5 separate regions of the Mus musculus genome follow, and regions 1, 2, 3 and 4 are each linked to region 5. The links are chromatin contacts, called in public promoter capture Hi-C maps. All regions are on one chromosome and are shown on one strand. The core of a region is the stretch at or near the end of the contact, and the rest is flanking DNA. Distances in the headings are between cores, read along the strand shown. Region 1 holds the start of Pdf (peptide deformylase (mitochondrial)). Region 2 holds the start of Nqo1 (NAD(P)H dehydrogenase, quinone 1). Region 3 holds the start of Cyb5b (cytochrome b5 type B). Region 4 holds the start of Terf2 (telomeric repeat binding factor 2). Region 5 holds the start of Phlpp2 (PH domain and leucine rich repeat protein phosphatase 2).

Region 1 (4,540 bases), core at 1,969-4,468, 2.8 Mb after region 5:
GCCCTGGCTGTCCTAGAGCTCACTTTGTAGACCAGGCTGGCCTTGAACTCAGAAATCCGCCTGCCCCTGCCTCCCGAGTGCTGGGATTAAAGGCGTGCGCCACCACGCCCAGCATGCAATTGTCCTTTCTGAGGCTTACTGTCTACATCTGCTAACCTAGGCCTAGTCCTGGAAGCTTCTAGTAGCTGTATACTCTTACCTAGATCTAGAATATTTTCAGCCTCTGGACTTACTGCTGAATAAGCTTACCCTTTCTAGCTCTTTCTGAACTCTGGCTGGCTGGTCATCTCAGCTGTTCTACTCAAAACTCCTCTTCACATTGACTGATTCAAACTGGCTTCTCTCAGCTTCTAACTGAATTGCTCTGCTTGTCCCCATACTAACTTTGGCAATGTGTTCTAATCTGGCTCCTCGTTCTCTGGCTTGTTCTGTCTTCACCTGTGTCTAACTTGTTCTCGCTTTGAAACCTGTCTGTCTCTAAAACTGCCCTCTTTCACTCTCCCCCCCCCCCCCCCGCCCCCTTCTCCTCTTGGAGCTGCTGCTCTCTCTTAAGTAGCCTTTCTTTGTTCTCGTGAGAGTTGGGCATATCCTGTTCTGTCAAATCTTTCTCTGATTTGTCACTTTGTCTGCCTCTAATCAATTAGACATCACTTCCAAACATGGGTGCTTCCTTCTATAAACTAACTTGACCTTCATTGTTTGCGATTAAAGGTGCGGACTGAGGGCATGTTTGTATTCCAGCCAGAGTAGCCATGTTGCTGGGTTAAAATCCCTTGCATACACACACACACACACACACACACACACACATATATACACACACACATATATGTATGTATGTATACACATACACATACATACACATATATCAATTACTGTCTATGAGCTAGGAATACAGGTGCAGTGTCTGGGTTCTGTGCTCAGGGTCTCACAAGCTGTATTCAAGGTGTCACCTGTTCCCTTAGAGGCTCATTCCAGTTGTCAGGTGCCATTCTGTGCCATTGGAAAATTGCAGAACTGAGGCCCTCAGCTCCTAGAGGCCATCTGCCACAGGCAGCTCACAACATGGCTTTTCTTCCTCAAGGCCAGCAGGAGAGCATCTCTCCTGAATTATTTCATCACACCCCATCTACCAGAACACAAAGCATTGAGTCATAAATCCACCAGTCAAATCACACAATTGTGTCTACTGACCACAGTGCTGAATTTCAACAAGATAGCAATGAAATGCATTGTTTGAAATGAATTTTCTTTTTCCTTTTTCTTTTACCTTTTTTTTGTTTTTCAAGACAGGATTTGTGTGTCTTGGTTGTATCCCCAGTTGTCCTGGAACTTGGACTATAGACCAGGCTGGCCTGGAGCTCACAAAGCTCTGCCTGTCTCTGCCCCTAAGCACTGGGCTTAAAGGAGCCCCTGCCACCCCTGTTGTGAATGAACTTTCTCTATGCTGCAAGTTTGTGCTTGTCCACATAGTCAGCAGCGTAGACTGCCTCTGTGGTTGATTTTGACATTGTCCTGTAGGTAACCAAAACAATTCTGGCATTCCATCGAGCCGAAGAGGCTGTGTTCAGCAGTGGGGAGCATGAGATCTTTGTCCAGTTCTGCACTGCCTTCCTGGAAGACCTTGTTCCTTATTTGAACCGCTGTCTTCAAGTCCTTTTCCCACCAGCTCAGATAGCCCAGACTTTAGGTAAGAAAAAGGAAAGTTGTGTTTTTTTTTTTGTTTTTTTTTTGAGACAGGGTTTCTCTGTGTAGCCCTGGCTGTCCTGGAACTCACTTTGTAGACCAGGCTGGCCTTGAACTCAGAAATCTGCCTGCCTCTGCCTCCCAAGAGCTAGGATAAAAGGAAAGATTTTTTAAAAAATTTGTTTGTTTGTTTGGTTGGTTTTTTGATATGGGATTTCTCTTCAGGGGTTCCTCTGTGAAACTCTGGCTGTCCTGGAACTCTGTAAATCTCCTGAGTGCTGGGATTAAAGGTGTTCTTCACCACAGCCTGGCTTTTATCATTGTTGTTTTCGTTTTGTCTTTTTAAAGATTTTATGTGAGTGCTCTATCTGAATGCACACCTGCGTGTATGTCAGAAGAGGGCGTCAGATCCCATTACAGATGGTTGTGAGCCACGTTGTTGGGGATTGAACTCAGGACCTCTGGAAGAGTACTTAACCACTGAGCCATGTCTGTAGCCCTTGTTTTTGGTTTGACACTAGACAGGATCTCAGTATATAGCACTGGCTACCCTGGAACTAACTTGGTATACCCAACTGGCCTTGAACTCAGAGATCCTCCTGCCTCTGCCTCCCAAATAGCTGGGATCTGTGCCTGGACTCCAGTATTTACTGAGTGTCTCCTGGCTCAGGCTCCATCCACCCTTACAATGGGGCTCCAATATAACTAACTGTCCTTTTGTATTACAGAGATGCCCTTAGCCTGGCACAACTTTAATACCAGCATTTGGGAGGCAGAGGCAGGACGATCTCTGTGAGATAAGAGACCAGCCTGGTCTATAGAGTTCCAGCATAGCCAGGTCTCAAAAAAACAAAAAACCCAAAAAGATGTTCTTGTTGTATTGAAATATGTAATTGTGTTAAATCTTTTCTCTGAGTGTCCCCTCCCCTGCCCCACACCATCCCTGAGATCTCTGCATTGAATTTAATAACTTTTTTTTTCTTTTTCATTTCTTTTTCCCTACCATCTGGGTCAGGCATTTCACCCACCCAGCTCTCTAAGCACGGAAACCTTGGACACGTGAACATCAGCGCCATCCAGGAACCTCTCGCCTTTATTTTGCCTAAGAGAGAAACAGTTTTCTGTTTAGATGAGCAGGAGCTGGGGCCGGACCTCGTGGCCCCAGCTCCAGAGCTCCCTGCGGAGCAGCGGAGCATGGAGCCTGTAACAGAGAAGAGGGAACCAGGGGAGCCGCTGCCTCAGGAGCCCATGGAGGGGGAGCCGCTGCCAGCCGAGCCACCGAGTGAGGGAGGAGCCATAGGCAGTGTCCCCTGCCCGCAGCCTGGGGAGCAGCCCTGAGGGTACGCGCTTCTGCAGCGGGAAGGTGTGTGCAGTTGCTTTGCCCAGGATAGCGCGGGCCCTGTGGTATTTGCAGCTTTAATAAAACCGACAACTGTCGCCACTCGCCTGCTGTTCCCGACGATGGGCGTCCGGAAGTTACACGGGAACTACGCTTCCCGGCGTCTTTGGCGCTAGCGGAAGGAAGGGCCGCGGCGTCTCCCCGCGCCATGTTGCTGCTGGGCAGGCTGCCGCGGCCGGCGTGGGTTCCGGGGAGCCGGGCGCAGAGGTGCAGCTCCTTGGCCGCCTTGGAGGGCCCGGCGCGCACGCGCTCCTACTGGCGGTACCTCAGGCGCCTTGTATGTGGCGCGCCGCAGCCGCCATACGCGCACGTGTGCCAGGTCGGGGACCCGGTGCTGCGCGTCGTGGCGGCCCCGGTGGAACCCGAGCAGCTAGCGGGGCCGGAGCTGCAGCGGCTGGTGGGGCGGATGGTGCAGGTAATGCGACGGCGTGGCTGTGTGGGCCTTAGTGCGCCGCAGCTCGGGGTGCCGCTGCAAGTGTTGGCGCTCGAGTTCCCGGACAAGCTCCTCCGAGCCTTCTCACCGCGCCTGCGCGAACTGCGTCAGATGGAACCCTTCCCACTTCGGGTGCTGGTGAACCCCAGTCTGAGAGTGTTGGACAGCCGCTTGGTCACCTTCCCCGAGGGCTGCGAGAGTGTCGCCGGCTTTCTGGCGTGTGTGCCTCGCTTCCAAGCCGTGCAGATCTCAGGTGCAGGGGACGTGGGCAGCGGGGTGGTCTTGCTCTCTCTGGCTAGAGACAGTGCAGACACAGCGGCACTCGGGAGCCAACTGAACTCCTGAAGAGCAGGTCAGGCCCGCCTAGATGGGTTGCAGGGTGATTCCTTAGATATGGAGCCTGTCTTTCCCCTTTCTCATGAGTAGGTATATAGATTCCCATGTAAGTGTGTCTGTATTGCACACACGATTTTCCCAGTTTATCGTGGTGGGGCTTGTGTAAGAAAGTGGGACCCAGATTTACCCAGACTAGGGCAACAAACCATTCCATGCTTCACATTCACATTGTTTTATGTAATATGGTTATTTGCTACAGTGCCAAGCTGAAATACCTTTCTTTTGGGGGGGGGGGGTCGAGACAGGGTTTCTCTGTATAGCCCTGGCTGTCCTGGAACTCACTTTGTAGACCTCGAACTCAGAAATCCGCCTGCCTCTACCTCCTGAGTGCTGGGATTAAAAGGTGTGTGCCACCATGCCTGGCATGAAATACCTTTGATAAACAGCCCTTGAAAAGAGTTTTGATTTCTTATCCTTGCCCTGTAGTAGTGCTGGGAATCACGCTGAGTAAAAAGTCGGCACTGGACAAAATTGGGGTACCCTTTCTAGGAGGGATAAGAGCTGTTATCCACATTCACTCTTGGATGCTGCCTCTGTAGATAGGATATAAATAGGCATGGCCAGGGCAGGAAACAAAGTAGGGACAGGAGGTTGGGCATGAGTTCAGCAAAGCCTCACCTCATCGA
Region 2 (4,643 bases), core at 1,873-4,372, 2.5 Mb after region 5:
GTTCAGAGGCTAATTATCTAGTTTTAGCTTTCTGGAGCTAACACCTTGTGATAATAAATAAAAAACTCACAGAAGATATAACTTAGCAGAATATTAGCCTCTGTGCCTGTTGGCCTACAGGGCAGGGCCCTCAGAAGAGGAGGGGAGGAGTTGCTGAGGGGAGGGAGTCAATCAATGGTCAGGGTAGTCTTGCAGCTCTGACTGGCAACGAGGTACTTGTTATTTATACAGGTTTCACAGAACAAAGACAGTCTAATGATTATGCAAGAAGTACAGATTGTGTGTCTGACTTTTCGTTACAAGTTCAGACACAATTAGAAAATACAAATGCACAGATTTTATTTTTATTGTTAGCTCTATAACTGCAATGTCAAGAATCTTAAAGACTGTCTCCTCCAAAGCAAACACATTATATGGCAGCCTGCTTTTAGGGTGGCAGTGTTTGCAGTCTGAAAGCACTTCAGACAAACAGAAGATATCTGAACTGGTCTTTCTATGAATAGCAAACATTAATACCTAACTTATTACATGTTTCCTCATCTGTGCTATACAGTAGAGAACGTGTAGTCAATCTCCCTTATTTTCCGAGTGCTATTCCTCCAGGGGTATGCCCTGTATGACTCGCTATCTTACATTTTCAGTAATCTCTAAGCATATTGTAAAAGAAGGCCTTGAATCTGTCCCCTTTTCTCCTGGCCAGTCAGAGTTTGTCGGTTGTCTCTGTTTACCCTGCACTAATCAGACTGTTTGAGTTTATTCAGGGGTAGACACCCCAAGAAGATTCCTGGAGTAATGGCTTCATCTAGTTACGTGTTTATCTGAGCTTAATGATCTCCAGGCCATGAGGGAGACATCCAAACAGTGGCCAGATAAAGCTCATTTTAGGCTTTTCCTAAAAAGACTCAGACATACTTTTCCTTGGAAAAAGACTTAAAAATGACTCATAATGCAGAAAGCTCCCAAAACAAAACACACAGAGACCAAAACCTAAAAGCGAGAGACAGACAGAAGGACAGCGATTGCCGCATTCGTTCGGCTCAGCTTGGCTGGAACTGTGTCAAACAGGCGAGCTGACTCTGTGACTCTTCTGTTTCCAGTGACTATGGCAGTGTCACTTCTGCCAATCCAAGAGCTGAGAGTGTCATCAGATAGCATCTTGGACCATAAACCCCACCCCCCCATCTCGATGTACCCACCTCTCCAGTGTACCCACCTCTCCAGGGTTCCCACCAACGTACTTTAAAGTCGCCTTAACTTATTACTTTGTTCTGTAAATTGTAAAAATCTTGTGAGGCTGCACCCACATTGGAACATAAAATTTGGGGTACCCTATATTGGTGTTCCCAGGCCGTGGCCACTCAAAATGGCTCCGGAATAAACTGTGGTTTTTATGTTGGTATTTCTTTACAGCTGAGAGATGACCCTCAGGCACAAACTGTAAGGAAACACCAGAAAACCCAATGTTGAACATTGTAGTGTGGTGTGTTTGGTATTTGTCTGATGCTGAGACAGAAGCAGCCTGTGGAAACTACTTTAGCACGTTGTTTGAGAGGAGAGTCTGACATCGCAGACGAAGCTGCCTGGTCACACAGCATCCAGTGAGAAAGCAGATAGCCTTTCCTGATGAAGCTATATCCCCAGCTCCTATTTTTGATTTTTGAAATGAGGTCTCACGTATCTTCAACTGTAGTAGTTAAGCAAGGCCAAGCCTTCAAGGGTCAAGGGTCCCTGTGTTAAGAAACCTTCAGGGTATCCTTTTATTTCCAGATAAAGCTTTGTGGTGCAAACTGGGCATGTGCAGGAATGTACCCTCCCCAAAGTACCTCCCCCATAGGAACAAGAATCTGCCTCCCTAATAAGTTCTCACCTTTTCTTTGTTTGGGAAGTGCGTTGCTTTAAAAATTGTCCTTGGTCTCTTTGCCTGCTGCAGCTGATATTTCTTTCTTCCCTCTTATAGCCCATTGTGTTACTTCGGCTTTGCCCTAACCGGAATGAGACTCCACTGAGATCCATCACAAGGGCTGTCACTAGCCTGTCACCACAGGAGACTGCACGTGTGTCTTTCCCTCACTGTCAGAATTTATCAGATAACAGGAAAGTTGAGCTCTTTTAATGATGGCAATCTGTTATAATGTCTACCCTACTTTGGGAGCTTGACCAAGGCACACACATACATGTAGGGTCTTTATTCCAACCCTTTTTCTTTCTTTCTCTGTTTTTGAGACAGGGTCTCACCTATGTAGCCCTGGCTGTTGTTCTAGCACTAGCTATGTGGACCAGTCTGGCCTTAAACTCAGAGATCTGCCTGCTTCTGGCACCCAAGTGATGGGATTAAAAGCATGTACTAGTCGTGGTGGCGCACTCCTTTAATCCCAGCACTTGGGAGGCAGAGGCAGGTGGATTTCTGAGTTCGAGGCCAGCCTGGTCTACAGAGTGAGTTCCAGGACAGCCAGGGCTACACAGAGAAACACTTCCCTGTGGCTGCTGTCTCCTGCCAGCTTTGCTCTGGCTTCCTAGAGAGTCGCACAGATGAGTTCCCCGTTACCTGGTCACCGGGGGCAAAGTTGAGGAGACCCAAGTGTGTATACCCAGGGAGCAGTTTTTGCAGTTTCTAAGAGCAGAACGCAGCACGAATTCATTTCACACGAGGACAAGTCTCTCTGAACTTTCAGTCTAGAGTCACAGTGAGTCGGCAAAATTTGAGCCCATCCGTTTTGCTGCCCCACCCTTCCCCTAGCGTGCAAAGGTGACTTCCCACGGCTGAGTGAGGACTAATCTACACAGGCTGATTATGTAGGCAGGTCCCACGAAGCTCGAAAAATTCTGTTGGAAATTTCCATTTTGTACCCAGGAGGTCTTGGGACAGGGAGCAGATGAATTTATTCAATATGTCCCCATATCCTCAAATTCTCTCTCACTCCCTTGCTCCCGGGGAACCCTTTTGACTTCCATATACAGGAGTCCTAGTCCAGCCCCAAACTGCTTCTCCCTGCCAAAAACTTGGTATCTTCCCAAGATGCCTCTGGGTTCTGGAGTCCAGCCCCGCCCTCGCTGGCTGCTCTGCACAGTGGGCTGGGCGGGCATAAGCAGGATATAAAGCCTTCGCTCAGCCCATACCCCAAGGCTCAGCTCTTACTAGCCTAGCCTGTAGCCAGCCCTAAGGATCTCTCCGAAGAGCTTTAGGGTCGTCTTGGCAACCAGCTGCTCAGCCAATCAGCGTTCGGTATTACGATCCTCCCTCAACATCTGGAGCCATGGCGGGTGAGTGTGGCGCCAACTCCAGTCTGATTTACTCTGAGGAGGATGTAGGGGCTGGCTGTGAGTTTTGTTCCTTGCCTCAAAGAGGAAAAGTGAGGTGGTTAGGAACCTGGATGAGCCTCGGTTAGTCTCTGGAAGGAGAACTTCTTCTCAGAACCAGCGATGCAGATTATTCTGCAGCCCAAGTTCACCCGTGGGCAACTCTAGCATTGCCCCTTCTACACCGTTCCTTAACAGAGCTGCCACTCCCTGTACCGCGTTTGGACTATTTAGAAAAAGGGTAACATGTGTCCTAGGTTGGCCTTAAAGCTGCTGTATAGTGAAGGATAGCCTTGAACTTGGGGTCTTATTGCCTCCACTGCCTAAGTGCCAGGATTCTAAGTGCATATCACCACGCCTGATTTCTACGGCTCTGGGAATTGAATTGAAACCAGGACTTCCTGCATACTAGACAAACTCTCTACCACCTGAGCTCTGTGCACATCCCCAACCTAGGCCAGATAGTATTTAACCATTTGGAAATACGTTGCTAACATTTAGAAATGCAAGCAGGCAATTTACAGGGACCACTGCTGGGCTTGGTGGCACCCTGGAGGCAAAGGCAGGCAAATTTCTTTTAAGTTCCAAGGTAGCCTGGTCTATAGATCCAGTTTCGGGACAGTCAGAGCTACATAATGAAGAGAGACTGTCTCAAACAAACTAACAAACCAAACCGCAGATTTTTAAAAGGGGTATCACCACTTTGTGAAACAAAACGGGAAGATGTGGAGATGGGTACAGGGAGCGTAGCTGAGAAGGAGTGTAACAGAATCGGAGCCTAATTCCAGTCTACCTGGCTCTGGAAAGTTTCTACTGTGACCCTGGAGCAGGAAATCCGATTTGTTAATTGGTCCATTTTTGTGACAGTCTCCTCACTTTGCCATCAGCCCAGGGGAAGGCAGGGGAGAGTCCTTGGCAGTTACCACCACATTATTGTCTAGTGTTTGACTGGCATCTACTGCGTTCTTGGCCAAGTAGCCTCCAGGGCTAAGTACTTCCCAACAGGGCCTGGCTCTGAGTTCTGGGCAGCAATTAGGTTTAGGTGTTTCCTCTGTTGGGGCGGGACTTAACTTTTTGGAGTTCCTTTCCCTTTAAAACTATTTCAGACTCTGCAAATGCACTCAGGATCTCGCCTTGCTAAAAGCACAGAGGGAGGGAAGGATGCTTCTGCCGTTGTACAGGGTCATCCCAGTGTTCTCTAAGCTCTGCGATGAGTTGCTGGGAGAGCCAGCGAGGGAGGGTTTTCAACAGCTGGTAAGGCTGTGTCTGCTTCGGTCTCCATTTATGCATGAGGGATAAATGTTCCAAGCCCCCTCCACTGCAGCCGCAGACAGCACAGAGCACAA
Region 3 (4,514 bases), core at 860-3,359, 2.7 Mb after region 5:
CAGGGCTGTGTAGAAAGGCCCTGTGTCAAACAAACAAACAAACAAACAACAACAAAATGTTGGCCCAAGATTGACATTACACAGCCATAATTCTAGTGCTTGGGAGGTAGAGGAAGAAGAACCAGGAATTCTAGGTTATATAAGATCCTATCTCAAAATAACAATTGATACAGCAAACAGCTAGGCTGGGGGCATAAGGGGTTTGGTTCAGTGTTTGCCCTGTACTCATCTAAGGCCCTGGGTTCAAGCCAAAAAAACATTGTTTTAAAAGGAGGAAAAAGCCGGGCGTGGTGGCACACGCCTTTAATCCCAGCACTCGGGAGGCAGAGGCAGGCGGATTTCTGAGTTCGAGGCCAGCCTGGTCTACAGAGTGAGTTCCAGGACAGCCAGGGCTACACAGAGAAACCCTGTCTCGATAAACCAAAAAAAAAAAAAAAAAAAAAGAGAGAGAGAGAGAGAGAGAGAGAGAGAGAGAGAGAGAGAGAGAGAGAAAACAAGAACTGGAGAAATGGCTCAGTGGTTAAGAACACTGACTGTTCTTCCAAAGGTTCTGAGTTCAAATCCCAGCAACCACATGGTAGCTCACATCAGATGCTCTCTTCTGGTGCGTCTGAAAACAGCTACAGTGTACTTACACATAATAAATAAATGCATAAATCTTTAAAAAAAAAAAAAGAATCTTTAGGCTGGGCAGTGGTGGCGCCTTTAATCCCAGCACTTGGGAGGCAGAGGCAGGCAAATTTCTGAGTTTGAGGCCAGCCTGGTCTACAGAGTGAGTTCCAGGACAGCCAGGGCTACACAGAGAAACCCTGTCTTGGAAAAAAAAAAAAAAAAAGATTGACAGTCAGCAAAGGAACAAGAGAGTAACATCTTAGTGGGGTGAAATGTTCTTTTTCCTTACTGTAGTGACTACATGGTCAAATACACTTGTCAAACCCCAGCTAGAGGTGTAATATAGTTGACAGTGTTTGCCTAATAAGCATGAGCGATCTGATCCCTAGAAAGGCATATACAGGAAGATTAGAAGTTCAAGGTCTACAGAGACTATGTAATAAGCTGAAAAACGCCCTGTCACAAAGAGGAAAATTATCTGTGGCCCAACAGTCTCAAAGAGATCTTGAGTAATAAGATTTGATTTGAAGCACTAACAAAAGGGTTGAAAGCCAGGTGTTGGTGGCCCACACATTTAACCCCAGCGTTCAGAAGGCAGAGGCAGAAGGATCCCTGAGTTCGAAGCCAGCCTGCTCTACATAAAAGTTCCACGGACACACACACACACACACACACACCCCACACACTCTACTGCCTAACCAGGAACAGGGGTGGGAGGAATCTCAGCTCACTGGATAAGAGCACATGTGCACATGTTCTGTTTTCTCGGAAGATCCAGTACCCAACACCCACATCAGGAGGCTCACAACCTCCTCTTATCCAGCTCCTGGGGTTCTGACCTCTGGCACCAAACGCAGATGCAGATGCCCCCACCCCCACCCCCACCCCCCCCACATACAAAATTTAATTGTTTTTACTTTTTAAAAAAACTGCCTTCTCCTCTAGAAAATAAAAGCCCCCCAAAGCACTGCTTTCTAAGGCATACTTCCTGGAAAGGAGCAGTTCTGAACTGGGCTCGATTAGGTCGTTAAGTGTGTGCCCTTGAGAGCTCCCGGCCTCCGTGAGCCTCAGTTTCTCTTTATGGGAAACGGGTTGATGGCCTGGCGTGTGATCTAGCATCCTGCAAGTGCTCCATGCATTGAGAAACGCACGTTGTCAGTCGAGGCTGAGACTGCAGCCCCTCCGAGGGTCACGGTTCCTTCCGGGCGCCGGACAGCCACGCGTGGCCTCTCCCCACCCCCACCCCGGCAGCGCGCGGAGGCCTCCCGCCTCCCCGGCCCGCACCTCGCTGAGGAAGCGGGTGATATCGTAGACTCGCCCGTGGATCACCATCCACGTCTCTTCCGCCGAGTTTCGCTTCGCCACCTCCTCCAGCCGGTAGTAGGTGACGGAGGGCTCGGAGCCCTCGACCTTCTCGCCACTGCCGCTGGCCTCCGGGGTCGCCATGGGATCCGAAGCCCTCTCCGCCGCTATCTGGGCTTCCACCGCTAACTTCCTTGACTTGCCGGCCCGCGCTGGGTCCTCCTCGGCTTCCGTAACCGGGTAAACCTGGTCCGACGTCCGACTGGCCAATCGGCGTCGACCAGCCCCTCCAACCTTGCCAATCAGATATCGTGATTTTGGACCAGCGCCTAAACGTGGCCGGGTGACAAGTGTCACCACAGGAGAGCATTCTCTCTGCTCGGCCCATGGGCAGGCCCGGCCCTAAAAGAAAAGAGCCGGTTTCCAGCGTCTCTTTTCCCTTCCTGCCACCCTGGGTCCCCGAATGAACGGACCCGCATTTTCCCTTGATCTTCCCATCCAGAATTGCAGCCCCCGGGGTTACAAGCTTTGCTGTCCCCCAGACTGGTTCCCTTTAGGCTCCAAAAGGCTCAACAATTAAAATGGGTGTGGTGACCTCTACCTTCCTTGCCCAGAGGTTTGGGATGTGTGTTAAAGAGAGTGTGCTAAGAGAGGCGTGAGCCCAGCAATCCACTGTGTAAATCACAAGTGGCGTTGGACTCCATGGCTCTTAGGTACAAGGCCTTAGGACAGCAGTTGGGGCAAGGGTAGATGTCCTAAGTTTCTTCCACTACTGACAAAACAATCTCTAACTGAATTCTTCAGTGATCAGGGCTCATCTACACTGTTTTAGTTTCTAAATGGCCTAAAATAGGATTTACTTCAAATGACCCTTGCTAAAAGTCTAGGTAATTTGGAATTCTAAGTTAATGTGCAAGGTTGCGAGCCTTTCTCTTTAATTGCGGTGAAAACTAAGAGGCTGATCATCCTAAAATGTTTCACGGTGTTACTTCACAACCTAGCACTCATGACTCTGTAAACTATTTGCAACCTCTTTCACTAATATTTTATTGTTTGTTTGTTTGTTTAGAAATGTATCAGTATGTAAGCCTGGTTGTCCTGGAACTCAGAGGCCTCTGCCTCCCATGTGCTGGCTTAAAAGGACACCACCATGTCTACTTTCCATAACCTAAGTTCCTAATTACACAAACTATGTACTGTAGTTTGCTCTGATGGCTCTCATAAATACTGACCAAAACCAGCTGGAGAAGTAGAAGGTTTATTATGCTTGCAGGTTATAAGCCATTGTCTTAGTCAGGGTTTCTATTCTATGCACAAACATCATGACCATGAAGCAAGTTGGGGAGGAAAGGGTTTATTCAGCTTACACTTCCACATTGCTGTTCATCACCAAGGAAGTCAGGACTGGAACTCAAGCAGGTTAGGAAGCAGGAGCTGATGCAGAGGCCATGGAGGGATGTTCTTTATAGGCTTGCTTCCCCTGGCTTGCTCAGCCTGCACTTTTATAGAACCACAACTACCAGCCCAGGGATGGCACCACCCACAATGGGCCCTCTCCACTTGATCACTAATTGAGAAAATGCCTTACAGCCGGATCTCATGGAGGCATTTCCCCAACTGAAGCTCCTTTCTCTGTGATAACTCCAGCCTGCATCAAATTGACACACAAAACCAGCCAGCACAGGGGAAAGGCACCACAGTAGAGACTCAGAGCACTTGCTGAGCAAAAGTGACGACTTAACCATTCCCTCCCTCGGCAGTAAAAGCCCGGCAGGCCTTCCTATGCCTGTAATTCTAGTTCTGGGGTGGTGGTGGAGGAAGGCAGCTCCTGAGAGCTTGCTGGCCATCTGGTAGAGCTGAAAACAGCAAGCCCCAAGTTCAGGGAGAGACTTTCTTTCAGGGAACCTGAAGAGGAATGACAGATGAAGACACGTGACCACTCCTCCAGCTTCCTTGTGCATGTAGGAGTGAGCACACAGATTTGTAAACTGCATATCCCTACAAAACAGTGAAAATGAAACACAGAGCAAAGAGCTTGCTTCTTGTATCGCCATTCTCCCACAGACCCTATTATAAAATTTGTGAGGCAGTAAGATTTCCAAAAAAAAAATCCAGAAAGTTATACGTGGTTGAATTTAGGGCTTATGGAAAATCTGCATCAGCTCCACCTTTAAAAAGTACATTTACGGCCCCTAATGGAGGAGCTAGAGAAAGTACCCAAGGAGCTAAAGGGAACTGCAACCCTATAGGTGGAACAACAATATGAACTAACCAGTACCCGGGAGCTCTTGTCTTTAGCTGCATATGTATCAAAAGATGGCCTAGTCGGCCATCACTGCAAAGAGAGGCCCATTGGACTTGCAAACTTTATATGCCCCAGTACATGGGAATGCCAGGGCCAAAAAGGGGGAGTGGGTGGGTAGGGGATTGGGGGGGTATGGGGGACCTTTGGGATAGCATTGAAAATGTAAATGAGGAAAATACCTAATTAAAAAAAAAGTACATTGACTTGCTTATGGGGGTGGGGAGGGGTCCCTATAGAGGTCAGAGGAGAACCTGTAGTGGTCAGTTCTCTCCTTCTACCATGTAAAATCCAAAGA
Region 4 (4,462 bases), core at 1,479-3,978, 2.8 Mb after region 5:
GCTCTGAATGACAAATGTGGACGATTTCTTTTTTATGTGGTGGGTAGCTTTTAAGCCTTCCTTATGAGTGTTAGAGTCCATGTAACCACAGGGGTTAGATACCTAATAAAGGACTTGGGGAGGGGGATTTTGCAAGGAAGGGAATATAGAGTATGTTGTTATGGAGAGAGGAAGGAGACTGGAGTGGGAGGATTAAGTGGAGAGCAGGATGGTAGAGGAGGGACTCTAGGGAGGAACAACTGACATTCGGGCCATTAGAGGGCCCACATGGGATCCTGATACTGAGGCTTCCTAAATTTGTACATATATTGTCTTAGAGTTTTATTGACGTGACCAAGGCAACTCTTGTGTTGTTGTTGCTTGTTTGTTTGGTTGGTTTGTTTTGTTTTTCTGAGGCAGGGTTTCTCTGTGTAGGCCTGGCTGTCCTGGAACTCATTCTGTAGACCAGGCTAGCCTCGAACTCAGAGATCCACCCGCCTCTGACTCTCAAGTGCTGGGATCAAAGGCATGCACCACCACTGCCCAGCCCAAGGCAACTTTTTTTTTGTAAAGATTTATTTATTTTACTTATATGAATGCACTGTAGCTGTCTTTAGACATACCAGAAGATGCTGCCAGATCCCATTACAAGATGGTTGTGAGCCACCATGTGGTTGCTGAGAATTGAACTCGGGACCTCTGGAGGAGCAATCAGTGCTCTTAACCTCTGAGCCATCTCTCCAGCCCGCAAGGCAACTCTTATAAAAGAAGACATTTAATTTGGGTCTGATTTACAGTTTAAGAGGTATAGTCCATTCCCATCATGGTGGGAAGTGTGGCAGCATCCAGACAGACATAGTGCTGGAGAAAGAGCTGAGAATTCTACATCTTGATCTGCAAGAAGGAAACTGGATGTGTTTCATATTGGGCGTAACTTGAGCATTTAAGATCTCAAAACCCTGCCTTCACAATGCCACACTTCCTTGAAATCCCACCAATCCCCATTCTGGAACTGTCCACTCTGGGAAGCTCCACCTCCCACCCCCCAAGAAACCCTATATAAAGTCTTCCTTCAGTTCACTGCTGCTTTTTACCCAAGCAGAGGCAGCCACCCTTTTGGGGTCTTCCCTCCCAAACACATCTCTTGTGTGAGATTTGTTGTACAGTGTGATTTTGTGGAGTTCTTTGTCCCCTGATTGACAGGATACCTCCCAGAACAGAGGTGTAACACCTTCCACTGTGGCAACCTCCCCCTTGCTGAAGCACAGATGTAATACTTTTTAGAGAGAAACCTTCCCTTGCCAGGCCTCGCCCCTGAGGAGCTCCAACCACCAGTTCCATCCACAGAACACTCTAACCACTCTAATGGCTGGACCCAGCCAGCCCTCACCCTACAGAGTAAAAAAACTCAAGCTCTGGACTTGAAAACTTGCCCTGCTCCACTCTCACCCCAAGAAACCCCACATAAACCCTGCCTTCTACTCAGTATCCAGCTGCCTCTCGCCTGAGCCTGAGTCTTCCTTCCTTCCCAGTAAATTTCTTGTGTGTGAGGTTTGTCGTATAGTGTGACTTTGTGATATTCCTTGGTTCTTGACTGCCAAGATACTTTCCCCTCAGAGCTATAACTTTTACACTGGGTGTAAAGACATGGACCACTGCACCAAACTTAAAAATCAGATTTTTTTTTTTTTTTGTAAACAAAAATAGATTGTCCAAGCATGCTCTGGATGAGTTCATGAAAAGCAATTGGAATCCAGGAGCAACAAGATAGATGGTTCAGTGGATAAAGATGCTTGCCAGAGACTAAGCCAGATGACCTGATTTCAGTCCCTAGGATCCACATAATGAAAGGCAAAAACCAACTTCTAAAAGTTATCCTTGGATCTCTGTGTATACACACACACACACACACACACACACACACACACACACAATTTGTTGAACCCTGAGCTACAGGAACCAGAAATAGTAACTCAGTTCATTTTAATACAATCCTCACGATGTCCACTTGACAGAAAGGGGCACAGGTACACAAACGGAGAAGTAACTTGTTCAAGGTTTACACAATAAGAAGCAGACCTGTCAGGATATCAAGGCAGATAGTTTAGCTCCTGTTAAGTAAGGCAAACAGGCTGGAATCACCAAGCAGCTTGGATTACCATAGCTAGGATTGCTTTAGAGAGTGGCTCCAAAGCCATGTTGTGGATGGGCTCTGACATGAGTTCAAAACTAGCCTGGGTAACTTTGCAGGGCCTGTCTTAGAATACATTTTTACTAGGTGGCTGGGGACAGTGCACGGTTGATAAAGTGCTTGCTCTAGAATGGCGAGGACCTCCGTTGATTCCCAGAACAAACCTATGTTTTAAAAAGAAAAAAAGTAAAAAAAAAAAAAAAAAAAAAAAAGGCTGGCCATGTTGGCACTATCTCAGCACTGCAACACAGAGGCAGAGTTCTATGTCTTGAGTTCCAAGCCAACCAGGGATACACAGTGAGACTCTGTGTCAAAACAAAACAAAGTAATTTCTTTCTACTGTACTGCTTTTCACAATTTGCGAAATGTCTAACATTATGCACGCGCTTATTTTTCATATTCTTTACACTGTCCCAAGTCTGCAGCGTAGTCTTCAAAATAGCGCGCCTGGCTGGGCTGTGTGGACTCCAATCCCCAGCAAGCATTGCAGCAGACACAAGAGGAACTACGGATGCCGAGGAGGTGGGTAGACCCCCCGCCGCCTCGGTCCTTTCCCTCCCAGAAGCCCGCGGGCGGCTCGGAACCCCGTCGGTATCATGGCTGCGGGAGCCGGGACAGCGGGCCCTGCTTCCGGCCCGGGCGTTGTGCGTGACCCGATGGCGTCACAGCCAAGGAAACGGCCCAGTCGGGAGGGCGGGGAGGGCGGGGAGGGCGAGCGGCGGTCGAACACGATGGCGGGAGGAGGCGGGAGCAGCGATAGCAGCGGGCGGGCGGCGAGCCGACGGGCATCGCGCAGCGGCGGGCGGGCTCGACGGGGGCGACACGAGCCAGGGTTGGGAGGCGCGGCCGAGCGGGGCGCGGGGGAAGCTCGCCTGGAGGAGGCGGTCAACCGCTGGGTGCTCAAGTTCTATTTCCACGAGGCGCTGCGGGCCTTTCGGAGTAGCCGGTACCGGGACTTCAGGCAGATCCGGGACATCATGCAGGGTGAGAGCCGGCTCGGGCCGCGGGGAGGAGGACATGGTTTTGGGGGGCATGACTTGGGGTCCGGGGCTCGCGGAGCCAACCATGTCTTCTTTCCCAGCGTTGCTTGTCAGGCCCTTGGGGAAGGAGCATACGGTGTCCCGGTTGCTGCGGGTTATGCAGTGTCTGTCGCGCATTGAAGAAGGAGAAAATTTAGGTACGGCTATTTTTTGTGTGTTCTTTTCTGGGCTTACTTACGTAGGGTTTTGTTATTTTCAAACTTAACATCCGGAACTGAAAGATTCCGGGTTAAAGTGCACTACTGGTTCCACCGCGGAGGGCTTTTTCATTCAACAGTGGTTGAATTCTCTAATTCCGGTTTTCTCCAGTTAAAGTTTCTTGGCTGTCTTTTGTTTTGTTTTCTCCCACCTGTTAATTGCACACCCATTTTTATTGCTACAAGTAAGTTACGTCAATAAGGACACATCTTTCTCCCTCTTCCTCCAAATAGTAAAGTGGGAACACTCTCCCATCCACACACAAGTTGAACTTGGCAGCTACTTAACAAACTCTCTTCATTGTTGGCCCCTTGTATCTGAGGAAGTTGTGTTATTCTGGATTTTGGAGGCAAACATATATGTTATAATTGAGCTGTATTAAAAAGTATTGAAAGATAGTCACTTAAAATACGTTGAAGCCAGCCGGGCAGTGGTAGTGCACACCTTTAATCCCAGCATTTGGGAGGCAGAGGCAGGTGGATTTCTGAGTTCGAGGCCAGCCTGGGCTACAGATCCAGTTTCAGGACAGCCAAGGCTACACAGAGAAACCCTGTCTTGAAAAACAAAAAAGAAATATGTTGATTGGAATTTGAACCATATATCAAGGACATAAACAAATAAATGCAAACTTTACTGGGTCTGTATGGCCCTTTTATATTATTAGTTTTTTTTTTTTTTAATGACAGAGTCTTAAAAGAGTCTACATAGCCATAGCTGTTGAACTCACTGTGTAGACCAGGTTGGCCTCTGCCCTCTGCCTCCTGAGTGAGGAGATTAAATGCCTGGTTTGCATGGTTCTTTGTACAAATGAGTCTTGTGGTGTTTGCATGCTTTATAAATAGCTATGTAAACTTTTTGGACATGTTTGCTCCTCCTTAGCAAAGAGCTTAAAGTGGAAACTGTGTTTTGTCCTAGACTGTTCCTTTGATATGGAGGCTGAGCTCACACCCTTGGAATCAGCTATCAATGTGCTGGAGATGATTAAAACAGAGTTCACACTGACAGACTCTATGGTTGAATCCAGCAGAAAACTGGTCAAGGAGGCTGTAAGACA
Region 5 (4,387 bases), core at 303-2,802:
GATCTCTTGCCTGTACTGAATCCACTCACAATTTACAGTTCGTTATTTGCTATCATTTTAAATATCTGGAAGACTTTGAGTAATTACACTTCGATTTATGCTTGAGTAAATTCCAGTGTAGGTAACAGTGTAGGTAACAGTTATGAAGTTAGTCTAAAGTAAACTATGCATTAACACTGGGAGGTGCCAGAAAATAAAATTTCAGTCTACTGAGTATTGGTTTTATGAATTCACTAAGTACAACAAATAAATTTTTCTGCTGCTTCCATCTTTGTGCTACTTTACTAATAATCTTAATAAAAGGAAATATTACTCAACAACAATCTCATTTAATTACTTAAGGTTTGCTTTTAACATTAAGTATCTTCGATGTTTGGCAGACTGGTTTCGAAACACATTAAATCTTAATTTTCTTCCCCTTCTTTGGCAAGTTTTAAATCCTGCCAATTGCTCTTCTAGAACTCTAGAGGAATTCCATTCCACTATTCCAGTTCGTTTATATACTGAACCTACAGAAAAAAATGTCTCTGCACTATTTCAGAGGTTAGTAGAGAACTCCACCCAGTTAGCCACCTTTTAGCCATCTCTGCTGACCTCACCTCAGCTCACCTTCTGCATTCTTCCTGCATAGAAACTTCTTGTCATCACTCACCTTCAAGGCTCCACTCCCCTTTCCCCTGCATCTGTTTTCCTATCCTCCTACTCCCCTGATTCTACCAAAAAGCCCCGCTTAGCTGCCTGTTGCATAACGGCTCCCCCACTGCCTTCTCCCCGGATTGTCAGCCAAGCAGGAGTGCCCCTTCGGGCTCTGCTCTCCCACCCCCGCCCCCCAAACCCTGCAACACGCCCAGCAGGTCCACAGGCAGCAGATCCTCCGGGACTGTCCCCCGAGCGGGAAGCGCGGGGTGTTGCGTCTTGGAGCCGAGAGCCGGTTCGGAACTCCCGCAGCCAGTCCCGAGGGCAGCGTGGCCGCTCCCGCCGGCGCAGCCCGCGCACACCGCGGCGCCTGGCCAATCGCCGCCGCCATCCTCCAGCTGGGGTGATGTCTTCAGGTGTCCGCCGAGTCCTGCGTACTCGCCGCCTGACTCCCGCCAGGCGCGGCCGGCCCTCGGAGCCCCCCGGAATCCGTCCCGGGGCCCCGGGCTAGGCCCAGCGAGGAGACTGAGGTCCCGGGGATGCGGGGAGGAAGGAAGGTGGGGGCAGCGGCTGCCCGAAGGCGTGGGCCTGCCGGGCGGCGGTCAGGGATGGACAGCGCCGGGGACCAGGGCGGCGGAGGCCAGGGCGGGGGCGCGGCCCGGAGGCCCCACAGCAGGCCCGCGGCGGCCCGGCCAAGTGCAAGCGGCCCAGGGACGCAGGGCGGGGGGCGCCCGCCGCCTCGGGCAGCTTAGCGAAGGCGGCCACAGCCCTCTTGCTTCCTCCCTCTCCCTGCCGTCTCACCTTTAGGACCCGAATCCCTCCGGGCCGGCGAGGCGCCGCCGCTTCAGGTGGCTCCGGGGGCTCCAGCGGGCCCGCGGGCACGGGCTCCACCTCCCCCATTGGCGGCCAAGGATTTACAGAGACGCCCGGCCCGGCGCGACAGCGCGAGCCTCGGAGGCGCGCGCGAGCAGCGGGAGGCCTCGCCCCTCCGCCTAGACCCCGCCCCTAACCAAGACGCTCCGCCCCCTTCGGTCCCTCCCCGACCCGCTGGACCTGCGTAGTCGTCAGCCTGGCGAGGCCGGAGTAGAATTGTGGGAGGCTGGCGCCACTGCAGGCGGAGTAAGCCTCTGCTGCGCTCCACCCTGAGCTCCTAGGACCAGGGCGCAGGGAGAGCAATTTGGTACTTTCTGGATCCTCCAAGAAGCGGCCAGAGGAAGTGACAGGTAAGGCCTGCACCTGTTAAAATAGACAAGATACAACCCTCCACCATGGGCGGCGCTGGAATTCTCCATCCAAGACGCTTCCTGCTCCCAAATGTGTCTTGTCCCCTGGCACCCACTGGGGGTGAAAGAACTGTTGCTTATACTCACCTCTTAGGGATAGCTGGCGACCTTCTTCATCAAACCACCTCAAGTACACTAAGCTTTCCAGGCACAGTTCAGTGTCCTTTTCCTGTAATCAAAGTATCAGATTTCCTTTCTCGTCCTCAACCACTCAACCAGTAACATGGTGTGTAAGCCCGCTTTCTATTTTGCAAGTCTTAATTCACCTATTTTAAAAGCTGACTCTTTTTGTTCCTGGAGTGAAAGATAGTTTTGTGGTTAGTGGGCCAAATTATAAGTCTGCCTAATTCCAATTCCAAATCTCAATTGTACTCTTTTTTTTTTTTTTTTCTTTTGGTTTTTCGAGACAGGGTTTCTCTATGTAGCCTTGGCTGTCCGGGAACTCACTTTGTAGACCAGGCTGGCCTCGAATTCAGAAATCCGCCTGCCTCTGCCTCCCAAGTGCTGGGATTAAAGGCGTGGGTCACCACACCCCGTTAATTATACTCATTATTAGATCTATACATTCTATACATGTACAAATTACTTGATCTAATTCTTTCGGATTTTTTTTTTTTTTGAGACAGAAAATTACACATAGCCCAGGCAGACCCGAACTCACTATATAGCCAAAGCTGGCCCTGAACTTTTAGAGTCTCCTGTCTCCACCTCCCCAGTGCAGATGTGCACCACTATGCCCAGCTTCAGGTGGGTCTTCCGTGTTGTTATGGGTATTAAGTCTATGCAACACAACACGTGTATGACTGATGATAGAGGCCAGAAGACAGTGTCGGATCCTCTGGACCTGGAGTTATAGATGGTTGTAAATTGACAGGTGAACTCTGGGAGTTGACCCTGGGTTCTCTGGAAGAGCAGCCAGTGCTCTGAACCACTAAGCCATCTCTCTAGACCCTTGCGTTGGTTCTTAAGGAGTGAATGAACTAGATTAACATCTGCCTGGCCATTATCAAGGTGGATTGGACAGAACAAAGAGCCTAACTCATATTAAAGATTCATAGTAGCCACTGTAATTCTGAAATTCTAGGTTTCCCAAAAGGTGATTAGCATTAAACTGCTCCTACATTTTGTAAGAAGCCTTCTAGATCTCTTCATTTTTAGGGCTTCCTCTCTTATGTATGTGTTGAATATTCAGCCAACTTGTAAGGGATTAAAAAGCAAAACAACTTCTAAGATAACCGGGCAAAGGGTCACTTATTACCCATTGCTTCAGTTTGGCCTGTGCAACTACTTGTCTGGAGTATTTTAACTGTAGGCTTAAAAGCAACAGCATTCGAGATAGACCTGGCCCGCCCTGTCTTAAGATGTTTTGTTCAATTTGGAGCTAATTGACATGTCAAGATAAAACTTTGCGGGCTGGCTAGATGGCTCAGCAGTTAAGAGCACTGACTGCTCTTCCGAAGATCCTGAGTTCAAATCCCAGCAACCACATGGTGGCTCACAACCACCCATAATGAGATCTGACATCCTTTTCTGGTGTGTCTGAAGTCAACTACAGTGTACTGACATATATCAATATATAAATCTAAAAAAAGAAAAAGAAAGATAAAACTTTGCTTCAAAGATTCTGCCTCATACAAATCATTTCTTCTATAAAAGGCGTTTTTTTTGCCTTCCTCTACCACAGTCCCAATCTTCCTTTCTTTGTTTTCTTTTACTACAGTAAGCATGGTTTCTCTCTGTGAAGTTTAATAAAAGGTGAAAGAAAAGCTACATCCCAGGGTTTTCTTTCTACTTTGAAATTATTTCAGATACCTACCTGATTTAGTTGGATTTCTAACCCTGGTTGATTTCACAGCAAACACACTGGTTTTTTGTTTTGGTTTTTTGTTTTGAATGGACCAGGCACCAACATGAAGACAGAAGTAGATAGCCAAGGGCAGGGAAATAGTTGGAGATGGTTTCCAAAAGCCACTTTCTTGAGGTACTACAGATTACCTTTTACAGATCGCATGTGACTTAATCACTTTGGTGTCCCAAGTCCAGCAATGAGTTCATTCTAGGGAACAGCAATGTTTTATAGATGGTTATCTTTTTCCTTATCTGGATAGTAGCCTACACCATCAATTTAAAATGAATCCATATGCTAGAAGCTAAGATTTACTACTTCAAACTGGCAACACCACTTATTAAAAAAAAAAAAAAAAATAGCCCAAGAGCACTGGCTCGGAAGGTCTCAGAGAATCAGTTTTTTCTAAGCAGCTACCTTTAAAGGTCCCCACTACTTCAGATCCAGTTAATCAGCAATAATCAGCTGATGTCTCCTTTTCAGATTATGGACTGCCATTAACATAGCACACTGTCACAAAGGTCACAATTGGTGCTCTCCCCCAGGTCAAGGCAACATGTATGCCAAGTGTTATGTAACCATCATTTCTGGAAATGGTGAACAGCTGAGACTAACCCTAAAA

The links. Promoter capture Hi-C pulls out the DNA fragments that hold promoters and counts their contacts.
Region 1: a promoter capture Hi-C map of hippocampal neurons shows a contact between it and region 5, with 4 times the contacts expected there. The contact joins the promoter of Pdf here to the promoter of Phlpp2 in region 5. A contact is called at or near these places in 3 of 39 promoter capture datasets (cranial neural crest, hippocampal neurons and pre-B cells) and 1 of 115 datasets of contacts at active chromatin or transcription factors (embryonic forebrain).
Region 2: a promoter capture Hi-C map of liver shows a contact between it and region 5, with 4 times the contacts expected there. The contact joins the promoter of Nqo1 here to the promoter of Phlpp2 in region 5. A contact is called at or near these places in 3 of 39 promoter capture datasets (embryonic stem cells, hippocampal neurons and liver).
Region 3: a promoter capture Hi-C map of stem cell-derived epiblast-like cells shows a contact between it and region 5, with 2.5 times the contacts expected there. The contact joins the promoter of Cyb5b here to the promoter of Phlpp2 in region 5. A contact is called at or near these places in 6 of 39 promoter capture datasets (the C10 cell line, cranial neural crest, hippocampal neurons and 3 more).
Region 4: a contact with region 5 is called in a promoter capture Hi-C map of cranial neural crest. The contact joins the promoter of Terf2 here to the promoter of Phlpp2 in region 5. A contact is called at or near these places in 3 of 39 promoter capture datasets (cranial neural crest, hippocampal neurons and pre-B cells).

The regions. Positions count from the first base shown.
Region 1 is chr8:107,047,292-107,051,831 of GRCm38.p6, reverse strand. Pdf (peptide deformylase (mitochondrial)) reads left to right here and starts at 3,218. Exons shown (of 2, transcript NM_026513.2): 1 at 3,218-3,771. The coding sequence starts at 3,234. Cog8 (component of oligomeric golgi complex 8) reads left to right here. Exons shown (of 5, transcript NM_139229.4): 4 at 1,522-1,690; 5 at 2,702-3,123. The coding sequence ends at 3,024.
Region 2 is chr8:107,401,684-107,406,326 of GRCm38.p6, reverse strand. It overlaps Nqo1 (NAD(P)H dehydrogenase, quinone 1), which reads left to right and starts at 3,122. Exons shown (of 6, transcript NM_008706.5): 1 at 3,122-3,261. The coding sequence starts at 3,255.
Region 3 is chr8:107,148,256-107,152,769 of GRCm38.p6, reverse strand. It overlaps Cyb5b (cytochrome b5 type B), which reads right to left and starts at 2,109. Exons shown (of 5, transcript NM_025558.5): 1 at 1,897-2,109. The coding sequence starts at 2,058.
Region 4 is chr8:107,094,814-107,099,275 of GRCm38.p6, reverse strand. Terf2 (telomeric repeat binding factor 2) reads left to right here and starts at 2,728. Exons shown (of 10, transcript NM_001371065.1): 1 at 2,728-3,154; 2 at 3,252-3,347; 3 at 4,324-4,454. The coding sequence starts at 2,767. It overlaps Mir7075 (microRNA 7075), which reads left to right and starts at 3,170; the gene lies at 3,170-3,251.
Region 5 is chr8:109,865,768-109,870,154 of GRCm38.p6, reverse strand. It overlaps Phlpp2 (PH domain and leucine rich repeat protein phosphatase 2), which reads right to left and starts at 1,552. Exons shown (of 19, transcript NM_001122594.2): 1 at 1,438-1,552. The coding sequence starts at 1,536. It overlaps Gm17344 (a long non-coding RNA gene), which reads left to right and starts at 1,625. Exons shown (of 4, transcript XR_003947453.1): 1 at 1,625-1,859.